Linked DNA regions of Mus musculus: regions 1, 2 and 3 are each linked to region 4. The links are chromatin contacts, called in public Hi-C and promoter capture Hi-C maps. All regions are on one chromosome and are shown on one strand. The core of a region is the stretch at or near the end of the contact, and the rest is flanking DNA. Distances in the headings are between cores, read along the strand shown.

Region 1 (3,764 bases), core at 948-3,447, 6.4 Mb before region 4:
GCATAAGGACTGAGTTTAGATCCCATATAAAAAGCTGGGTGCACCCATGCATGTCTAACAATTGTGCTGGCTGGTACCATCTGGAAGATCCCTGGGACCTAGTGATGGCAAAGCCACAAGCTCTGGGTTCAATGGGAGATGCTGTATCAAAGGACTAAGGTGAAGAGGAATAGAATACCAGATGTCCTCCTGTGGCCTCCACATACATGCACGAGCATGCACACCTGCACACAGGTACACACATGCATACACCACATTCACACACACAATCGTTTGAGATACTTCCACTGTGTATCCTAGGCTGGCCTCCAACTTAATCCTGCTCATGCCTCCTGGGTACCGAGATTACAGACATGCACAAACATGCATGCTTGTCTCTAACAACTAAATTCTGATCATAAGATGCTTTGGTCTAAAGCTTCTTCAAAGGTTTTCTTACTGCTATCAAGAATGTATGAAATCCTGACCATAATCTATAGGGAAACAGATTTTTGTTTTGTTTTGTTTTGAGACATTGTTTCTCTGTATAGCCCTGGCTGTCCTGGAACTCACTTTGTAGACCAGGCTGGCCTGGAACTCAGAAATCCGCCTGCCTCTGCCTCCCGAGTGCTGGGATTAAAAGCGTGTGCCACCACGCCCGGCAGGGAAACAGAATGTAATGGTAATTTTTTTAAAAGGTGGGGCCAGAGAGACTGCTCAGTCAGTACAGTGCTTGCTGTTAATGTTTGAGGATATGAGTTTAATCTTCATCACCCATATTTAAAATTAAACAAACGCTGAGCACAGTGGCATTCATGTATAACCATAACACTGGGCAGGCAGAATCAGGAGTCCCCTGGGGCTTGCTGGCTGGACAGTCTTGCCAAATAAGCGATGAGATCTAGATTTATTGAGAGACCTTGTATTAGAAATTAAGAGTAAATTAGGAAGACACCCATGTCAATCTCTGGCCTTCAGGCACGTGTGCACATATGTGTGTATACACTCTTCCCACACATGCATGTGCTCTCTCTCTCTCTCTCACACACACACAAAATGGGGCAAAGAGGTTCCTGAGAAAACTAAAATTAGATCTACCACATGACCCAGCTATGTCTATAAGGACTCCAAGTTAGTCTATCACATAGATGTATATCAATCTCTACTGAAGCATTAGTCACAATTGTTAACAAACCTAGTTGCCTAACAACAGAGGGATGGATCAGAAACAGAGGATGGTATATACTCAAAAGAGTTTTCAGCCCTAAGAAGGAAGTTATGTTGTCATTTGCACAAAACTGAATATCACTGGAGATAAACATTATTAAGTGAATTAAGCCAGTCACAGAAGGAAAAAAATTCATTTATGATTCCTAGGTTTAATTAAACACATAAATCATATGACATGGAAAATGAAGTAAAATTACTAGGGAACTAATGGGAGAGACAGGGAGAAGACAGAAAATTTAGGAGTAGGAATATATATTCAAAATACAACATAAACTTGTATCAAGATGTCCTAATGTAACACAGTGCCATGTACAATAAATATTTTTAAAAGGAGAAAAGAATCGGGGCTAAGTAGAGAAAAACCAGCGAAGTGACTTTGGGGATGCTGCTTTGCAACTCTAATCCTCAGTCCTCCTGTCTCGTCTGTGCCAATTAGTCAACGACAGAAATCTTCTCTGTGTAGTTGAGGATTAAATGTTCCCCAGAAGTGCGATGCAGGGCACAGATTTTACCAGTTAGTGGGCCCATTTGCTTCATCGAGGTCAGCCCTTCTTCTTGGTCAATGACAATAGTAGTAAACTGTCTGAAACGCAGCTGGGGGTTTAAAAAAATATGCAAAAACAATTACTAGCGTGCATTCCACATAGCTAACACACGTGTTACCACCATCGCCATCATCTTTCCATCACTCTCGAATGCCTCTTTCTCAACTGCTTTATCTACTCAAACCTCCTTTCCTCCGGGAAGGACCGCTCCTCAGAGGTAAGGGCAGTACTTTCACGCGGTCCCTGCACACTGTCACTTCTCTAAAGTGGCTTCAGAGAGCCACCATACAACACCCCATGTCCAACTTCTCATCACTTCCCCTTTGTGGTGACGCCCCACACCACGTGAAAGCCACAAACACACCCCCGGAAGTGATCGGTGGTAGGCGTTCCCGTTCGATCATCCCACCCACTCCATCCTTGCTTGGTTCCTGCCTGCTCCGCTTAGACCGGGAAGGAGGCGGAACTAATGGTACGGACCGCCTGACGGTTCCCAGCCGGACAGAAGAGCGGAGGGCACTGGGCGTCGCGCCGCGCGAGCCCGGGGCCATCTAAGTGCTGCTCCCGCGACATGGCTTTCAATTTTGGGGCTCCTTCGGGCACTTCGGGCACCTCTACAGCCACCGCGGCACCGGCGGGTGAGTCAGCCCTGGGCCTACCTTCTTCCTCCAAGGAACCAAAGCCTCGGGCCCGCCCCCTCGATCCGATCGGTCCGGCTGGGGGGTCCCGGGGTTGCCCTGGCACTCGGGACACCTTGGAGTCATTTGGAGAGGGCGGTGGCGGTGGTGGCGGCGGCGGTGGCGGTGGGAGGGCCGCGGGCTGCTCAGGCTCAGCCTGGGGCTCGCACAGCACGCTCAACCCGCGTGGCTCGGCCGCCGCGGTGCTTCCCGCCATTGGGGTGTCCGCCCAGGAGAGGCCGGAGGCTACGCCCCTCTCATTTCCCGGGACCCCGCGTCCCCTCGTCCGTCTCAGCCTCAAGGTCCAGACGGGTAAAGTTGGAGCCAGGCTGCCCGCAGCTCCCTCTGTCCCCTCCCCAGCCCGGGGGGGGGGGATGCTCGGCCCCCGCCCGTGCTGCCCTTCGCTCCTTCTGTCTGTCCGCACCTTGGCTTTCTTCCCCTGATCCGGTGCAGGTCAGGTTTGTTCACGCTGTGAAACCTCTTGCTGATTCTTGTAATTCTTACCTTTCTTTCTTCTCCTTTTCTCTTTCCCTCCTCTCACCTTTTCAAATTTTTGTTTCTCTTGCCTCCACGACTATCAGGATTTGGTGGGCTTGAGACTGCCAACTCCACCGCCGGTGGGTTTAATTTTGGGGGTTTCGGATTAACCGCTAACCCTGCAGTGAACTTTAATATTGGGAATTTCGGTGTTTCTACTACCTCGGCGACTCCGTTCAATTTTGGTAACAGTCTGGCGAGTGCAGGTAGATACTGGGGTCATGTGTGTAACGAGTATGGGGGCTGGAGTCCAAGAATGTTCCGATGTCCCTAGAGTTTGGGGGAAGAAATGGCACTTGTCTAATAAAGAAAGGGGTTTATTTCCTAAGATCAAATCAAATATATTTAAAGTTTTGGCTGCTTTAAAAGATGTGGGTTTTGGAAAGCCTTAAAGAATTAGAATGCACCTTGGTTGGATTTTCATTTAATGATACAGAGCACAGCTTCCAAATGATAAGTTGGGAACCGAATATTTTTTAAAACATTAGCTTTAGCAGAAGGTAAGCGTTTCCCTGGGATTCTTGGACTCCTGCAGTCATTTTTCATTTTTTAATACATATTTCATTGGGATTTCATCTTATTGTCCTTGTGTTTCCAAGAGAAACAAGTCTTATACGAACAGCAGCGACCTGTCTTGTTTTTCAAACTGTAACGATGTTTTTCTAGCATTAACTCAATATATTAGGATGTATTTCTATATATAATTGTAGAAAGAATCCCGGATTCTTTGCTGGGTTTTTGGGAAATTTTCCATGAGTAGTTTTAATTTACCAATTAACACTGAGTTCTAAAAAGT
Region 2 (4,173 bases), core at 365-2,864, 7.0 Mb before region 4:
AAAAAGACCCACACAAACACTTAATGATGACCAGGGAACATTTTCTGATTGTGGGGGGGAAAAGTCTTTCAAAGAACCTCAAACTGCAGCAAAACCATCAAATTGAGGTAATGTTGCAGTGACCCCATGAACTTCCTGCTGGGCTAAGACTCCTCAGGGGGTGCAGAAGGGTGTGTGTGTGTGTGTGTAGAGATGTAAGTGGGGAGAGCCAAGAGACTCAGCATCTGGGGTTTGGCAGCTTTCAACATCTAAGACTTTTCTCTGTATCTGCAAAATGTCAGGCCACCACCTGAAGCTAGCTGCAAAGTTCGAAAGGGAAAATTTAAAAAAAAAAGATGGGGTACTAGCCAGGGAAGGACTCCCCCGGAGTCGCCCCCAGGGCAGACCAGGCAAAAGTGGGCAATGAACGTTGACAAAGAAAACCCGAGAGAAGAGGACTCCGCCTTTCCCACTGGGCTTGGCTCCTTTCAATAAAAAGGAAAGGCGGCCACTGCCGCCACCGCCCCTTCCCTCCTTTTCACCCTAGGCTAGAGAGCAGACCCTAAACTACATCCTCAAAGTCCTACTCGCTCTAGCTGGCTGCCGGAGTTGGAAACCCAGAGCCTACACTCCCAGAGGCACAGCCCGTGGCGCGTACCCCAGCCCAGAGCATCCCCTCTCTGACTTCGGGTGCTGGGACACTTCTCCAGGCACGCACCCTCCCTTCCTCTTCCCGGAGCCCCGTATTCACTACTGCCGCCCCCGGCCTGCCAGCCGCAGAGTATTTCAGGACTTCCACCCACCCCGAAAGGGAGCCCTTTGAAAACTTTGTGTGTGTGTGTGTGTGTGTGTGCCTAGGGCTTTGTCCACATCCTGGGCAGGGCCCGGGTCACCCGGGTGGGCGCCTGAGGGTGTCCGGAATTTCACAATGCACCCGGGGGGGGGGGGAGTAAACCACCACGGAAATCCCACCCCTTTGACCCGCTTCTACGGCCGTGTGACACAGCGCTTCAGCACCCAATTCTCATGCCCGGATCGCCCCCAGGGCGCGAGAGAACCGCGAGGAAACCCTCCTCAGTCAGCGCCTTCCTCCTCTGTCACCAGCTAAGCCTTGTGCGCCGTGAGAGAGAGGTAGCTGGGGAAAGCAGCAGCTCAAGCAATCTCTTCTAAGGGCGCCTCACAGAAGGGTCCTTTTCTTCCCACATCCCCGAAACAGGGGCGCGCCAAAGCGATCTAATGTTGCATCAGGTAGGCTCTGAGCCTGCGGGCTCCCCAAGCTCCCCTCCGCCCCAGACGCGCGCCCAAATTCATGCACACACCCACAGCCCCCAACAGCCACCACCCAGAGCCCCCCTCCTGATCCCCGCAAGTCTCCACCCGCACGCGCCCCGAAGCGGAGACCACCCGGCGCCCCGGGATCAGCACGCTAGAGAAGTGAGGCCCCAGTACTCACACTCGGTCTCCCCACCGCCACGGCCATCGCGACTGTGGCTCTGGCTGCTCTTTACCGACACTGGCTGCTGCTGGTGCTCCGGCTCCCGCTGGCCTCCCCCGCGCCTCCCTCGCGGCTGCGCCCTGCTCGCGCCCGGCTCCCGCGCGCCTCCAGCCGCATCTGCTCGCCCGCGCCGCCCCGCCCGCTTTATTCCAGCAACATGGCCTCCCGCCTGGACTCGACCATTAGCTGCCCCGGGACGGGGGTGCAGAGAGATCCCCAGCCCCAGCCGAGCAGACGAACGCAGCAGGTGAACCGTGATCCTGGTCAGCTGATAAGATGATACGCTTTGAAGTCAGCCACCTTCCTTCCTGTGGCTTTCTTCCGTCCCATTAAAGCGTCCTGTGCCGGGACACTGCCCGACACTCCCCCTGTTGCAACACGTGCTGGGGTCCGCGTAAAAGCCTAGGCGCGGAGGTCCCAACCCCGAGCTGCCACGCGCTGCGCGGAGCCGGCACCTGGGGCTGCTATGGGGTGGGGCAGGGAGGCTAGGGGACCGCAGGGTGCAGAGGTTGTACCTCTGGAAAATTGACCTGGTGACACGCCCCACCCGGAGGAGCCCTCTTAGAAGGTGCGGTGGGTAACTTACTAGGGCCGAGCGCGCCCCACGAGGAAAGAATTGCCGGTCTGCTGGGCCTTCCATCAGAAAGGAGACTAAACCAGCTGCTGGAAGCCGTCGCTGTGGTGTGCGGCCGGGCTGGGGACCGCTTTTCCAGAAAAAGAGGACCTAGTCGTGAACGACCCAACCACCGCTGCTGGGGACAGGGAAATTAATTAATTAATTAAAAAAACTTGAGTGCTCGCTGGAAAAATTAAGCCGTTTGTGAGCTTGCTCCAGAGCTTTTCCCACCGTGTCACACTGGAGAGGTTACTGGTGCGAAGAGGTCAGTGGACGTGATATTGGATCCCGGAGACAGACCGGATGACCCAGGGCCCGGAGGCGTGCAAGCTCAATCCTGGCTGCGGGGTGTGGTGCACAGCGAAGGCGAGAAGCGGGTGACAAGTGGGTGCGACTCACAGCACAGGGAACTGGGAGGGCTCCTCCACCACTAAGAAGGACTTCCCCCCACCCCCACCCCCAGCAGATGTTGGAATAATTACAGTGTCTGAGTGGCAGGCGAAATGGCGGGGTCCTTGTACATACATCTGACATAGGCTTAACAGGGAGAAGTGTAATGCGCTGTGGGTGTCCACGCATGGTAGACCCACGATCACGTGAGGATAGCTACTCACGTGAGTTGAGGAAAGTAGGTGACTTGAAGCGCAGGGGAAGAGGCAAGGGAAGGGCTGTATTTAGCCCACATGAACGCGCCCACGGGGCAGGGGCGTGGGGGGAGAACTAGGGCGGGCATCTGAGAGTCATACCTGAGACTTCAAACATCCAAGTTTCTGGGAACCCACTTTTGGCTACGGGATTCAGATGCTCTCTGTCCAGTCTTTGGCTGAGGGTAAGTGACTAGCACTGGTTCACCAGTAGCTGATCTGATGCTGGGCTGCTCTGGTAGGTGAGTGAGGAGCTAGAAGCTGCCTAGAGTGAATTCCACCCTTGGCGGTGGAACCTAGGGAAGAGTGTGTTGAAAGAGGAAGGCTCTGATGTAAAGCCAGATTCTGGCTCACTCAGACCTGAACAGCACTAACTTGTTCTGATTACTCCCTGTTCTATAGAGAAGATGTCTTTTGAGAATAGGGACCTCATTTACACCGTTACACAGTGTCGAGTTTGTAAGATGTCACTCGAGTGCTCCGCAAGAGCTCTCAAAAACAAGAATTACCTTTCCTCTGTGACTCTAATGCAGTGCTTTCTTGTTCTTCGGTTGGGGGTGGGGGGTGGGGGTGCGAATAATTTCTTATTCAAACTTAAACCTTTTAAGATTAAAAGGAGAGGCCCGGTGCTATATATAACCTCAGATGACAACAGGCAGGAACTGTGACTTACTTTCACCCCAGCCATTGTTGCAGATGAACCAGGCCGTTAAGAGGTTGTCATAGTAATATTCATCTCTCAATAGACTATGAACTCAAGAGTTCTTGCCTTTTGGCTTCTAGCACACACCGTACATGTTGAACAGGACTGTCCTCCAAGCCAAACAACTGTCATCTTGGTGCAAATGAACATCCCAGCTGTGGCTACTGACTGTTTATCTCACTCAGAGAGGGGAGTGAGGCTCAGGAGCCCCACACTGGGTATCCAGTCACTTACTACCACGCTTTCTATGTGCATCTGCCTTCCTTGCATGTGGCCTCCAGGAAAGGCTAGAGTGTATATAGGCTGAGAAGCTAGGAGAGTGGGGATCCATCTGTGTGACTAGTGGAAAGCCTTCATCCCTGCTGGGTCATGTTAGTTTTCAGTGTGGCCTCTAAGAAAAGAGCACTTACCCTTCACTAAGTAACCCCTCACCTGTGATCCAAGGAAGTCCAATGAACTCACTGCTTTCCAGAGTGAACTTCGGTTGCGTGGTGCCTCGGTTTGTCTGTGGACCTTAGGAGGAAGGGTAGATGCTGCTAATGCCTCCCCTAGGGAGGAATTTGAGCAACATTTGCAATATTCAATAAAGTTGAATGATCAATACATGTTTACATATTCTATAAATGTTGAGTGGAGATGGAACTTGGGACTAAGGCTATGGATAATCAATTATTTCCATAGACAGAATTTAGTACTTGATCCTAAGGGCAGTGACAAGCCCAAGGGGTTAGTAAGC
Region 3 (4,344 bases), core at 1,036-3,535, 7.2 Mb before region 4:
CTTAAAGTATAGTGGCCTGCCTCTGTAATGTCTTACTAGAGGACATGTTTAAGAGGCACAGCAAAACCTTATTGAAGACGCAGAAATACAGTTTTCCAGTCTCTCTAGTATGAATGATCACAATTTGACTAATATAAGTTTATAATCAGGAGGCTTTATTACATTTCATTTGACAAATATTGAGCCCTGTATGTGTTAGAGACTGTGTTGGGCACTGGCCATTGGAAACATGTTGATTTGTCAGAAGTGGAAACACACACTTTTGACCCTAGCACTTGGGAGTGGGAGGCAGAAGCGAGCAGAACTCTGAGGTTGGAGGCCAGCCGAGTCTATAGAACTAGTTCCACAACAGTCAGAGCTACACAGAGAAACCGTGTATCAAAAGATAAAATAAAAATTAACAAAAAATAAAGATATAAAATATAATATGGATTTTATAAAAAGCAATTAAATACCTTCATAAGGGCCAAGAATCTATCCAAAATATTGACAGCCAGAACGAAAGTTTCAGTGCCAGATCCAAAGAAGTTAGTTAAACTTCTTAAATCTTCCACTTTGGCATTTCTCAGTCTTGAACACAAAGTGTTATCATTCTGAAATTAAAAACCAAGAATCAAAGTTTATTTTCTTAGAATGGAATAGAGGTGGTTCAAAACCTACTCTCCCTTTAGTTTTCCCCATTGTACACATGACCTCCTAAAGCTATCACACTACGTTCAGATAAATCACTACTTTTAAAATTTATCCAATACAGAACTTTAGCCAACTCAATATAACGTGAAGTGTTGCCCCACCCAAGGTAGTTACAGCAGAATGTGGGTTCCTTGATGAGGTTTTTCTGACACAATCTAAGATCCTATTAGAAATATTCTCTAGGAATTTCCCACCACCAGAAGAAACGCCTCTACAGTACACTTGGTATAACTTCCACATTCACTAAAAACAAAAGCAGAACCCTTTCACGTTTCACGTTTTTTCTTAGTACGGTGAGGCCAATTTTGGATTTAACTTTTTAGCCTTTGGTACTGATTTGGTACGAGGAAAACCAAAAAGTTACCTTCCCACCTTCCCCCAAGTCCTATCAATTCTCAAATTTACCTCCGGGGTAGCCTCCATCAAGATCAGCCCTTTTTCCCGAGGTTGGTATCTCTGTTCTTGTTCCAGGTAGAAGTTCAACAATCCGAAAAGCTGAACCCCTTCGCCACCTGCCAAGTGCTTGGCCCCCAAATCCTTCATCTGCAGCAAATACACCGCGGCCGGTTAAGAATATAATCCGGATACGTAGGGTGTGAGAGCAGAAGGAGCTGGCCGCGATCCCTCCAGCTAGGGGCGCCCCAGATCACGCAAGCCAGAACCGGGTGAGGGGGGGATCGGTCACGTCCGCCAGCCTCAGGGGAATCCTCCCCTAAAGACATGGAGGCGTGGCATGGGGGGGCAGTATCTCGGTCACCTCCGCTGGCCAGGGCTAGTTCTGATCAGCTCTGTGGCCGACAGCGTTTGACGTACAGGAAAAGTGTCCAAGAAGCGTAATGTCCCCTACTGTCCGCATCACCTGGACAGCACAGCAGGGACTTCTAACTAGACTCTAGGCCCTAGAGGAAAGCGGGGGACCGGAAGACTGAAGCCACCGAAGCGGGTTCTGGGGCGGGGCGTTGCACAATAGGAGAGAAGGGAGGGGGAGTCTCGAGACTGAACAAAGAACTGGAAGGAGGCGGCTTCGGAGCCCCGCCCCGGGAGCCCGTCGCGGAGCCCACCTCCAAGCTACCCCCGCAGCTTCTGCAGCTTTGACGAGCCCCGCAACTCGAGACAGGGCGGCCCAGTAGCTTGGGGGATGCTGGGGAGACAGTGGGGAGTCCAGTACGCCCGCAGCGAGCAGTAGCCTAATACTTGGGCTCAGTAACGGTGCGAAGCCCCGGGGCTGTCAACCCACCGTATAGCCTCAGAACACCCTGGAGCCCCTGTCAGTCCCTCAGCTGCGGCTGGGGGACTCCACCATCAAAGCAAACCGCGATCCAGACCCGGAGCCACCAAACCCAGAGCCACCCGGGAGGCCCACTCACCGTGTCGGCCCCGGCGTCACGGACCGGCGCGGCGGGGGCGTCCGGACCCGTCTCCGAGCTCAGGGACCAGCCTCCTCAGCGGCACCCCGAGACCCGCATCCGACCTCCCCGCCGCCGCCCGGCCTCACAGCCCCGGCTGCATCTTGCTCCTCAGCGGGGCTCAGCGCCCGCCCTGCACCGCCACCTCCTCCCGGCTCCGCCGCAGCCTCCGGAGCTGAGCAAACCCCTTGTTTTTGTTTTGAGTCTGCGACGCCCCCAAGGGGCGGGGCGCGTGACTGCGCGCGGAGGGATCCTCGCTCGCTCGCCCAGTGGATCTGAGAAAAAGAGTCCCTGCTCCGAGCCTCAGTTCCCAGCCTCTCTTGGCCCCTTCTGTTCCTCTTGGCCTTGCGGAGCCAGGATCTATGGTAGGGAGTGGAATCTGGATTCCAGCCTCATTTCAGAATGGAACCGGAAGGGAGCAAAGATGAGCGAGCCGATCGGAGAGCGGAAGGAGACAGTTTCTGGACGCCTCACACCTTTTAAAGGTCCCCCGATTTGTTTTGTTTTCGCTGTTTTGAAAAGTCCGCCCAAAGTAGCGGGCTCCCTGATTGGACAAGGGTGGGGCAAGCCGACTGCTGAGGACTTGATTTAATCTCGAATCTGGATTGGCTGGCCGACTGGCTGTTGCGTCCTCTGATTGGCTCTCAATATATCCCGACTCTCTTATCTTCTTCCGGGGCCTTAGCAACTCTGGGGTCTGGATTGCGCATGCTTGGGTGGGTGGCATTTGTGGTGCTCGGTTACGTGCCGGGGTCCACAGCTGCCTAGGAACTCTAGCTCAGTCTAGGCGAGGCCCGAGGCTGTCGCCTCTGGTCACACCCCGAAAATCCGAGGTCACATAACTCTGTAACAGCGTTTCCAGGAGTGCAGAAGGGCGTCCTGAACTTCTTAGTTGTACCACCGGTGTATTTTGCAATAAACAGTCAAGCTCTTAACATTCCAAGATGCTTACCGAGATAATTTTTTTTTAATCGATCTGACTCAGGAAAGAAAAAAAGCTAAATTCAACTAGTTGGTTACACAGCTGACTTGTTGAAGTTGGGCGGTGGGTAGTAGAGACTGCATTACAGAATTGTGAGTGCATTTGTGTGCCTTGAAATTTTTTTTCCATAATAAAAAGTTCAAAGGAGGGACCTTTCAATAAAAACTGCAGATTGATGAGGGTATATAGATATCTAATAAGTGTGCTTCTAGAGGTTATGGTTGTACTGTTTGCTTTTGGTTTTAATGAAGGCTCCCACAGCCTCTTGGTTCTTGATCGCCCATAAATTATCATTTATTGTCTATTATAATTAACGTTGTTATTAAGCTGACACCTCTCCTAAGGCAGAGCAAAAACCAAACCAACTAGATGCCTTAGGCAGGGCTAACTTTCACACGGAGTGGAGTATCTGTCGGGAGGCAGGAAAATTCCCTAGATTGTTTTGGTTTTGTTTGTTTGTTTTACTTTCTATTCCCTCAGATCTCTGCCTCCTAACAAACATGCAAATCGGTAACTTAGAGCCTTCATGAATTCTAAACAGCTAGCCTCTCCGAAATGAATTTTTTACTCTTGGGTGTGTTTTCTGTGAGTCACTTTGGAGCTTATAAACTACTAGAGGGCACCTAGTACCGCTTTAACAGCTGAAGAGTTACTCAAATAGATGGCTTTGTGTATTAGCTGGAAAGAGACTCAGACATCTGTTTGGAGCACAGAGCAGCAGAGGAAGAGAACACCAAAGGGCTAGCTAGCATTCCAGTTTCAGAGGGGTGTGGCCTTCTTGGTTTTAGAACATAAAATATTAGCATACCACTTAAATGATTTACAGGTTATATAATTTTATTCGAGGTGTGGTTGATCTTTTAAGCATTATTTAAATTATTACGTTAGTGACGTACATCTGGATGAAAGTCCATGCTTGTAAACTCGCACAGCAATTGGCGACTCGATGAGAGAATGGAGCTATGATTAAAGTTCAGACATATCTTGCAACAGGGGAAAAGCCCAGCTAACAGGGTCAGTGGTGAGAAAGAAACAACTGATGAGAGAAGTTTAGGAGCCGAACAAGAAGACTGGGGAGAGCTTTGTGTTCCAATGGCCAAAGGTAGAAAAGGAGCCAGGGCTATAAAATAAGTGATGTGAAAGAGGAAGTGTAAAAGAATGTGGCAGGAGATTTTATAAATAACATACTGTATGAGACAGAAAGGAAGAGAGCCAGCCAAGTGTGACGGCTGCAAACCCTGCACTTGGAAGGCTAAGGCAGGG
Region 4 (3,822 bases), core at 93-2,592:
ATTCCCACAAAGTGTCGTGTTGCAACCGAGGACAACCGTCTCAAAATGATTTTCAACGCAGGAGAAAGTCTCCGTTTCAGCCGCCAGGGTCGGCTGACTCCTCTTGGAGATTTATCGAGTCGTAGCTGTTGTACAGTTTGCCTGGACTCTGTAGCTTCCCATTGGAGAATATGATAAATAAGTAAGTTTGCAGCACCTCTGCTGCCCTCTGGCGGATCTGACTGGCGAGCCGGGCAAGCGTCGCTGCAATCATGAGCACATTCAGCTCATATGGAGCCCCATCATTCTAAAATAATCTACACTAAAAAGAGATTTATTCACTTTATAGGTATGATTGTTTTGTCTGCTTGCCTGCGAGGACATCACGTGCGTGCTTTTTGCTAGCTGAGGCCGGAATAGGTGTCAGATCCCCTGGAACTGGAGCTACAAACGGTTGAGTTGCTTTGTGGGTGCTGGGAATCGAACTTTGCTCCTTTAAAAGTGCAGCAAGCGCTCTTGACCACTGAGCCATCGCTCCATCCCTGCAGACTCTCTCTCTTTTCTTTCCTTCCTTCTGTATGTATGTATGTATGTATGTATGTATGTATTTATGGCATTCTGTCTCCTAAGGAAATAGAGCAGCTACAGGCTGCGACCTAGAGTCACGTGGACAGGACAAAATACACATCGGTGTATTTTCCTTGTTTTCCAATTGGGGTCATTACCTTAATTTTCGCATAAGACAGAAGCAGTCACTTTCTCTTAAAAACATTATGTTCGTTCTACTGATATGCATATATAATTTATGCCTTTGCTTCATAAATAATTTTTAAATACTTGAAAAAAGAATAGCATTACTATTTTCAGAGATACTGTATAGATGGGCGGGTTGCAGCTGACGAATCTGCGTAGTGTACTCTGCTCAAAACGCCAGCAATTTCTACCTGTAATCCTTTTTAAGTATTACCTATTAATCCGTAGTAGAACTGCTGGGATGTATTATACATTTATCTCAAGGAGCACAGGTGGTGCTCAACACCTGCTTTCTAAATACGAGCAGTCATAGACGCAACAAACTGTCTGAAGAAAGTAGAACAGGAGAGTCCACACAAAGCCCGGACAAGTCGACCGGCGAGGGGAGTGGCGAAGGGTGAGAGGCGTGGCGACCGGCGAGGGGAGTGGCGAAGGGTGAGAGGCGTGGCGACTGGTGAAAGGCGTGGCGACGGGTGAGAGGCGGGGCGATGAGTGGGAGGTTGAGACGCGGGCGGAAGAGCAAGGCGCGCTGGGCAGGAGGGCGGGGCGAACTGAGAAAGGCGGGTTGATAGGTGAGTAACAGGCGAATGGGCGGGAACAAGAGCCGGAGTCTTTAAAAAACGCCAATTAACGGCCGGCTAAGCTAGGCTTGTGCGCAGGCGTGGCTCGTTTGACTTTTATTCATTTATTTTTCTTGGTGGCTGCTGTTTATTTACGGCTGAGTGTTAAGTGCGGGTCGCGCAGCTCTGGGGACGCCTCCGTCCGCAATCTTACTCTAACCCTCCTGGAACCCTGGCCGGCTTGGGTTTCCCTCTCAGGCCTCCGTTTGACCTAGTGGGCCGGAACCATGGCCTCGTTCCATCTGGTAAGTGCGGGTCTGGATCGGGCCTGCGCGATGCGTCGCTCGCCCTGTGCTGGACCGGGTGCATATCCGGCTTGTCGGGGTGGGGTGGGGTGAGGCTTGTGAGGGGTGCGGAGGCTTGTGAGGGGTGCGGAGGGATCGGGTAGCGGGTGCCTAGTCCCGCCTGTCTGGGTGGGGTGGGGCTTGTCTGGGGTGGCTTAAAAGCTGCACAGGTAACAAATCAGGTGTGCTGGTGTACTGGTAGTGGAAGTAACTGGACTGTTACTGGTTCACGTCGTAAGCTCATCCATCCGTGCCTGCTCCCCCCCCCCCCCCCCGGAAGAGATTCCTTCATTTCTACATTTCAGCCTTTTCCCGTTTTTCAGTCTTCCAAATACTCATGACTATTGTACAAGCCAGTCTTGATGGTCTGGAAAACCTCGAGTATTAATTTCGAAATACTATTTTATGTGAAGAGTCTAATATTTATGGGACACCTGTTAATGATAAAGCTTTATACAAGGCAATCATATTTTAAAAGGTGCCAGCTTTGAATGTTTGATGTGGGCCACGACTTGCCACTTTATGTCTCTTGACACACTTGATATTCATTCCAAGTTTTGTATGATTACTATGCCCTATTTCCTCCCTAACTCAGCAGTTCAATTTATCTTTGAAAGAAAACCTTCGTTGATGGTTTCTATCATGTAGTTGTGTGTGTGTTTATGCATGCTTAACATGTATGAAAAGACAGTTTAGTCGAGCATCGAACTTTTTATACAGAAGAATAACAAGAACCAAGGCGAGATACATCCACCGAGTTACAGTGACACAAAACATAAGGAATGTATACATCAAAAGAAGGCAGGGACCAGGCCACTGCCACTAAGAAGGGAGCCTGGTGTAATGCTAGTCTATTTATTGTTAAGCCCACCACTAGGGGTTCTTAGTAAATGCCTGATTATGTTGTTTCTTTTGGACCTAGTGAAGAAACCTGTCTCGGGGATTCCCTAACTCTTTCATGGTAAACCCACCTATTCCCTAGGCCAGTGTGAATTAGAAGTAAATTTGAATGTTACTGAATAGATAACCTTCTTACTGAATTCCAAGTTTGTCGGCTTCAAGGATTTTTTGGGATGTCGGAACACTGGCGAAGGCTTAGTTATGTCAGAATTCAATCTTTAAAGGCACTTATAATAAAATAATACTAAAAGAGAACACATGGATCCATACACCAGACTAACGTGGGGATAGGGTATGAGTATATGGGTTATGAGAATGCCAAGATACCAGGAGGTTGGGATTCCTTGAAACTCTTTGCCTTGTGAGTGCTTCCAGGCCTCTCGGAGTGTGTGTAGCACCTCCTGATTCATTCTATCCTCTACTCTTAGACAAGAGTCCCTGAGCTCTGTCTGATATTTGACTGTGATCTCTGAGTTTGTTTCCATCTGTTGCTGGATGAAGCTTCTCAGGAGACAGTTATAGTAGGTTCTATTGGCAAGCATAGCAGAGTATTAATAATAGTGTCAGAGATTGGCTCTCTTGAATGGGGTGGATCTCAAGTTGGGCCAGTCATTGGTAAGCTGTTTCCTCAATTTCTGCTCCATCGCTCTATCTTTATCTCTGTACATCTTGTGTATGTAGGCAGGGCTAATTTCAGGTTTTGTGAATGGGTTGGTATCCTTATCATTCCACTAGGGGTCCTGTCTGATAGGATGTGGCCACTTCAGTTTCCATATACCCTACTGCTAGGAGTTTCAGCTAGGGTCACCCCCATAGACTCCAGGGAGTGTTGTGTGCCCCACCCCACCCCAGTTCTCTAGCTAGCCCCAGAGATGCCCCCCACCAGTTTCTGTTCACTTTCCCAGCCAACCCTATGCATCCTCCACTCTTCCCACACCCAATCCCCATTTCTGTTCTCCTCCCCTCTCCCACCCAGTTCCCTGCCTCCATCCATCTCTATATTATTTTCCCTTTTGAGTGAGTCATGCATCTTCCCTTGGGCACTCTTTATTACTTAGTTTCTTTGGTCTGTGGATTGTAGCATGTTTATTTTGTACTTTATGGCTAATATTCATTTATGAGTACATACCATGCTTGTCTTTCTGGGTCTAGGTTACCTCACTTAAGATATTTTCTAGTTCCATCCATTTTCCTGTAAATTTCATTATGTCTTTGTTTTTAGTAGCTGAGTGGTATTCCATTGTGTAGATGTACAACATTTTCATTATCCATTCTTCAGTTGAGGG

Evidence for each region. Promoter capture Hi-C pulls out the DNA fragments that hold promoters and counts their contacts. A called contact is a pair of places that touch in the nucleus more often than the background predicts.
Region 1: a Hi-C map of B cells shows a contact between it and region 4, with 5 read pairs. The contact joins the promoter of Nup54 here to the promoter of Cenpc1 in region 4. A contact is called at or near these places in 1 of 39 promoter capture datasets (the HPC-7 cell line) and 1 of 484 Hi-C or Micro-C datasets (B cells).
Region 2: a Hi-C map of B cells shows a contact between it and region 4, with 5 read pairs. The contact joins the promoter of Septin11 here to the promoter of Cenpc1 in region 4. A contact is called at or near these places in 1 of 39 promoter capture datasets (cranial neural crest) and 1 of 484 Hi-C or Micro-C datasets (B cells).
Region 3: a promoter capture Hi-C map of pre-B cells shows a contact between it and region 4. The contact joins the promoter of Ccng2 here to the promoter of Cenpc1 in region 4. A contact is called at or near these places in 2 of 39 promoter capture datasets (cranial neural crest and pre-B cells) and 2 of 484 Hi-C or Micro-C datasets (B cells and CD4 T cells).

Annotation. Positions count from the first base shown.
Region 1 is chr5:92,433,632-92,437,395 of GRCm38.p6, reverse strand. Nup54 (nucleoporin 54) reads left to right here and starts at 2,197. Exons shown (of 13, transcript NM_001359995.1): 1 at 2,197-2,392; 2 at 3,013-3,174. The coding sequence starts at 2,326. Gm42114 (a long non-coding RNA gene) reads right to left here and starts at 2,785. Exons shown (of 2, transcript XR_880431.3): 1 at 2,414-2,785; 2 at 1,327-1,803.
Region 2 is chr5:93,090,857-93,095,029 of GRCm38.p6, reverse strand. It overlaps Septin11 (septin 11), which reads right to left and starts at 1,614. Exons shown (of 10, transcript NM_001009818.2): 1 at 1,433-1,614. The coding sequence starts at 1,459.
Region 3 is chr5:93,265,514-93,269,857 of GRCm38.p6, reverse strand. It overlaps Ccng2 (cyclin G2), which reads right to left and starts at 2,285. Exons shown (of 8, transcript NM_007635.4): 1 at 2,061-2,285; 2 at 1,099-1,236; 3 at 456-593. The coding sequence starts at 1,236.
Region 4 is chr5:86,063,103-86,066,924 of GRCm38.p6, reverse strand. Cenpc1 (centromere protein C1) reads left to right here and starts at 1,342. Exons shown (of 19, transcript NM_007683.4): 1 at 1,342-1,597. The coding sequence starts at 1,580.